Regions from separate parts of the Mus musculus genome. Here region 1 is linked to region 2. A link is a contact called in public HiChIP or PLAC-seq data. All regions are on one chromosome and are shown on one strand. The core of a region is the stretch at or near the end of the contact, and the rest is flanking DNA. Distances in the headings are between cores, read along the strand shown.

What was found. HiChIP or PLAC-seq counts read pairs in DNA pulled down with a chosen protein or histone mark.
Region 1: an HNF4G HiChIP or PLAC-seq map of pancreatic cancer cells shows a contact between it and region 2, with 3 times the contacts expected there. The contact joins the enhancer-like site here to the promoter of Fam169a in region 2. A contact is called at or near these places in 1 of 15 datasets of contacts at CTCF or cohesin (CD8 T cells), 3 of 115 datasets of contacts at active chromatin or transcription factors (embryonic stem cells, memory CD8 T cells and pancreatic cancer cells) and 2 of 9 other capture datasets (adipose tissue and pancreatic islet).

What each region holds. Positions count from the first base shown.
Region 1 is chr13:96,970,711-96,973,509 of GRCm38.p6, forward strand. The region is part of intron 2 of Gm41027 (a long non-coding RNA gene); the gene reads right to left. Among named protein-coding and RNA genes, the nearest start is that of Gm41027, 12 kb to the right of the region's middle. Within about 2 kb of position 1,266, at least 19 of the 459 cell types and tissues checked have an H3K27ac peak or open chromatin away from gene starts, as enhancers often do. A contact at or near this core is called in pancreatic cancer cells, where this site is marked.
Region 2 is chr13:97,070,155-97,072,955 of GRCm38.p6, forward strand. Fam169a (family with sequence similarity 169, member A) reads left to right here and starts at 1,489. Exons shown (of 13, transcript NM_001100458.1): 1 at 1,489-1,557.

The DNA of each region.
Region 1 (2,799 bases), core at 16-2,515, 100 kb before region 2:
GGGTGCGCTGGTTCATCAGACCACAGGGCTTTTGTTTTAAGCTGCCAGGCTTCTGTCCCAGATCAGGAAGAGAGGAAGAAGCCATCTTGAAGGTTTGCCACCTTAAATACCTAGCCATGACCCCTCTCCATATCTGTTCGCCTACCATGGACTCTAACACCTAATCTCTCATCATGACAAAACGTAGGAGATCCATTCTCAGAAAAAACTTCCTGCTTAAGCAAAGGTCATTTAACAAAGATTCTTGAGGTCTGGAAGATAGCCTGGTGGTTAAGAACACTGACTACTCTTCCTGAGAACTCAAGTTTAACGTGTAGCCCCCACAGGATGAGTCCGAAGGGAAACAGGCAAGCTGTTCCACTGAGTGTTTCTTCTTGTCTGAGCAAGGACTGGCTGAGTGCTGCCCACTCAACACAACCTCCGAATCTCAGGTGCTAACACAGTGGAGTGAGTGTATCTGTGGGAAAGGTAGAGCTCCAAGGCAGTTGCCCTGGGGTAGCTAAGCTGTCCAGAATGCCTCAGCCTTGGGAGACGTATGACTCAGCATGAGGCCTCCTCTGTGATTCCTGAGGTTAGGGGAAGAGACTCAGGACAGTCACACTGTCTTTCACTGAAAGTGTCATTATATCAGCCACCAGAACGAAGCCACCTGGCTCTCTCTGTCTTACCAATGACCGCTGACCTAGTTAGGTTTAATTATCTACTTGACACAAGTCTAGTGTCATTGGATAAGAGGGTCTCCATTGAAGGATTTCCCAGATCAGATTGGCATGTGGAAATGTCAAGGGGAATGCTTTGATTGTTCACTGATATAGGAGGATCCAGCCCACTGTGGGTGGCACCATTCCATGGCCAGGTGTCCCTACAAGGTATAAAAAAACACCTAACTAAGCATGAGTCTGAACAAGCCAGCCAGCAGTATTCCTCATGACTCCTGCCTGAGTTCCTGCCCTGGCTTCCCTCAGTGATGGACTGTAACCTGTAGAAAAGGGGCTAAGGGACCTGAATCTGCATTTGCATAGCAGGGAATAATATTTATATATGGGCCAAATGCTTTTCAGACAACTGTGGGAGATGCTAAAGAAGGCTATGTATGAGCGAGGAAAATCCTCCAATTTCACCCACTCCTCACCATAGCCCTTCCAGAGTCAGCTTCTTCACCACTACTCTCACTGTGACCATCAGTTACCACAGGCATATGTAGCAGCAGCTGAAGTCCCACCAATGCGATCAGGCCAGGGAGGCCCCATCACGTGGTACCTCAGCCTGGCCTGGAATCTTAAGTTCCCTTATCAGCAGTTTCCACTCTGCCTCCCTGTGATGGATCTTCTCAGAAAGGCAACCGGAAAAGCAAAAGCAATAAATGAGATTATCACCGTGTCTCCTGGAGCTCATTTCCAATTAGGAGTGAGATGGTGCACCGTGTCTGACAGAGCAGGAGAGCGTACAAGTAAGCACAATTAACCTTTCCCTCGGTACGGATACGGCACTAAGCACTCAGGCCAATCAATGAGATGGGAGGTCAGACAGGAAGGCTGGCTGGCAGACCATTCCTTCACTTCCCCTCCACACTGAGAGCCTCTTAGCACTCAGAGAACCAGACATCAAATCTCACAAGGACTCGCAACTGGGAGACTCTTCTCATTTGAAACAGTCACACTGGCCCTTCGGGTGGTAACCATTTTCCAATCTGCCATATGTGATCCCCAGCTACTGGTGCTGAGTTCTGTGTCCTTGCGAGACTCCATTTGCCTTACGTCAACCAATGATGTTTTACAGGTCTGATTGGTGGGAACCGGCAACAAATGACTTTGTCCTTAGTGCTCTCTGTGCTTGTCCCTGATAGGCAGATCTCCCCTCTCCTATCTGCTAAGACTCCCAAGTGTGCCTTCTGTAGTAAGACCGCCAATTCCCCTCAAGTGACCTTGCCTTGCTTTCTCCAGGAAGGCCACTAATGGCCTGCAAGCAACCCACCCAGCCTTACCTTCCTCACTGTAGGTTATTCTCTGCTCTGGAAACTATCCTAGCCAGTGGATTAAAAAGTAACAAGGTTTTGTTTTTGTTTTTGTTTTTTTAATTATTCCTAATTCTGTAAGTCACCCATCTTGTGTTCTTTGATAGGGTCAGAAATCATGAGGACCTGTCATACATCTGTAAACTGTCCCCCACCCCCAAGCTACAGCTGTCCACACTAAATTCTGCAGTGTCCTTTGGATAGCTTTTGTACATTTCTGAAATATTTAACTTCGACTTTCATGGAAACAGCTCCCTTTTATGACCATACTTTTCCTATCTAAAAGATTTTTTTTCCTAAGGTGGATGTTAAAATGAAATGGCTGTTTCCTCATTTTTGGGTAAAAGACTCCAAAACTAAAAACAAACAGTGATAGGCACACATGAACCCGTGCACACAGGCAGACATGCATGCATGCACTCACAAAGACACATACACATAGACACACACACATGTAAAAGTATGAACTTTTCTATGCCTACCCTTGCTCTGAATAATGACATGGAGACCTTTATATTTATTAAAAGCTTCAGGCACTACGGCTGGGCAGACTCTGAGCTATCTGAACCTGACTGTGCTGGCCTGACCTACTTCCCAGCACCATGTCCCATTACCTGTAATCCTAGTTTCTACCACCTCCTTCTTCATCCATGTCCTGATGGCAACTCCCCAGGTCCCCAACTGAGACCCTCTCCCTCTCTCTGGGCCCAGAATCTCCACTTTTTCCTCTCCTGCTCAGCCATCTGATATTCAGCTCTTTGTTTAACCAATCAGAAGATGATGGA
Region 2 (2,801 bases), core at 239-2,738:
GGCCTAGAGGAGTAGTTCTTTTGATTTCTATCTCAGTGAGCAGGCTTTGGGGAGCTAGGTGTTCCAGGCACAGGTTCCCACTGATTGATAAAATAATTTAAAGCCCAGCCACACTCTGGCTAGGTTTATAATAATAAGTCTTTACTGCAGCACCTGGGGGGGGGGATGCCAGAGCCGGAAAAACAAAAGTAATTTTACAAAGTGGCCACTGGGATTATCCTGGGGGCTCCTACTTGCAAACAGATCTAGAAATGATAATCCAGGAATTATATAACTTTACTCATTCATGATTAGCTATGGTTGGAATCCAACTATTCAAAATTCTTGCTTGGATATTAATTCATTGTTAAATTCCACTAAAAATAGTAAATGTATATAACTCAAGATTTCTAGTAATAATTTATTGTAAATAAACACAACAGATGTAAGGTTGATTGTGTGCAACTGGAGGTAAAAAAGAAAAAGCCTTTATATTTAAAAAAAAAAAGGGGGGGCTTAAATAGATCTATATGAAAAAGCATTCTTTGAAGTTACCAATTAGTGAATCTTTAAAAGGTCAGTGTTGTGATTAGTAATACTTCCCAGGAATAGGAGTAATTTTAAGCTTTTCTGAATAACTGAACCATAATGCCATTGCTATTAGATGAATTTCTCAGAATTTAAGGGCAAAAAAAAAAGTCTTAAAATCCAAAATTATTGCTGTGCATCTATATTTCTACTACCGCATATATTATTTAAAGAAAAAAGAATTATCATCCTTTAAATGCCAGTGAACTTATTTTTCTCGAGTACTTAGCAAAAGGCCCTGGATCCCGTAAGGGATGAAGTGAGGGAAGGGGGAGGAGAGGATGGCGCAGGCTCTCCGGGGTCAGATTAGCTTGTCACGTAGGAAAGGTCAGCGCAGGGCCGCGATGGTTCCTTATCTCAAGGCATAATCTGGGCTGTGGGGCTTGTGCAAATTCTTTTCTCCGGCGCGCTCCTGGGGGGCAGTGGGGTCTGGTGGTGTCCGGGGTCGGGTGGGGTGGGGTGGGGTGGGAAGCCGGCGTCCCCAGGTTTGCAGAGCATCATCTCCTTCCCCACCGGGAGGTCCGGAGGCCGCACCCACCCGGGCGATTTTTCCAGAGGCCCGAGGCGGGGATGCCGCGCAGGTCGACCTTAAAGGAGCCGGCTCGCTCAGCGCGAGGCCCCCGCGGCTTACTCGCTTCTATTCCCGGCTAAGCCAAGGTCACTCTTTAATACGGCCCGACCGAGCGGGCGTGCTGCGGGCGGCGACGGGCGAGCGAGCGGGCAGCGCGCACCTGCGGGCGAGCGGGCGGCCGCGGCCCCGAGGCGGGGCGGCTCCCGGCGAGGAGGCGCCGCGGCGCACGAGGCCGGCCGGCCGGCGGGGCGGGGGGATTCGCGGTGGGCGCGCCGCGGCGCTAGTGCGTCACGCCGGCGGAGGGACGGTGGGCTGCGGACGAGCCGCGCGTGCCGGGGTCGGCGGCGGCAACGGCGGCGGCGGGGAGCGGCCGCTCGGTCATTCGCGCTCCGCCTTCGGGCCCCCGCGGCGCGGCTGAGGTGAGTGCGCGGCGCGTGGCGTGCGAGGCCGAGCCGCGGGGCGGCCGCGGGCTTCCTCGGGTGGCGGCGACCCCAGGTGCGCCGGCCTCCATTTTGTGTGAGGGAATGTCGCGCTCGCCCTCCCGGGGTCGCGGCGGGGACGGCGGCTGCCGAGCCGCCCCCTCCCGTGTCCCCACCTGGGATCCTCCGGGTAGCGGGACCCGCGCGGCGTGGGGGTGGGGCTCGGGCTCGGCCGCGCAGCACCTCCCTCTCGGCTTGCTCGCCCGACCCGGACTAGGTATTGTATGGAGTCCTCGCTTCTCTTAGAATTCGGGTCACTGCTGTTCCGTCCCAGGGTTCTCAGCCGCCCATCACGCAGAGCTTGGAGAGAGAGAGAGGCCTGTGCCACCGGAGATGGGAGGATGGAGCGAGTCCGGGGTGGCTAGTGGCTCCGGGATCTGGGTCGTATTTTACTACGATTATTGTGCATGGGCAAGAATGACGGAATAGATGAATCCCTTCTGGGAATTTACGCGGCTATCTTATCAAAAGTAGACTCTAACGTAACCACCTGATGCCGGTCTCCCTTTCCCCTTCAGTCGGTCCTTTTAAAAACCCAAATTAAACCGCGGTTACGAGGATTTTGTAGGGAATTGGGAGGGAATTGGGAGACACGCAGCTAAAAGATCACCCAAAGGAAGAGTTTAAATGTAATTCTCTCAGAACTGTGAATGGCTCATTCCAAGATTCTTGAGTATATAGTAATTCTTGTTTAAATTTGTTTTGTAAATGGGCTCCATGCCTTGGGTATTTTATCATTGCATCACAGCAGGGATTAACATCTGGATCGCTGGTTGTTGCATAATACACACATGTGAGCCCTGGAGGAAAATCTTCTAATGGCTCTGGATTTGTTGTGCTTTAAATTTTATTTATTTATTTTCATAAAAGCACATTGTAGGACGTATGTATAGGTACATCTGTTCAAACCATGTCTTGTTCTATGAAGTAATTACAAGGATTATTAATAGTTAGTATGAAATAGATTTGGCTCAAGTATTTATTTACTTACTTTTAATCGTTGCTTCTTTAGAATAGAGGACGTGGTGAAAGGAACCTGAGGGGAGTTCACTAGTAATAAAACTTCAGTACAAATGATGGCAGTCATGCATAGAAATCGAGGGGCTGTCATAGTGGATTCATCTTTAAAATTTATGAGGAGGATCGGGTTGGTGAACCCAGATACAACCCCTATGTGAGTCACC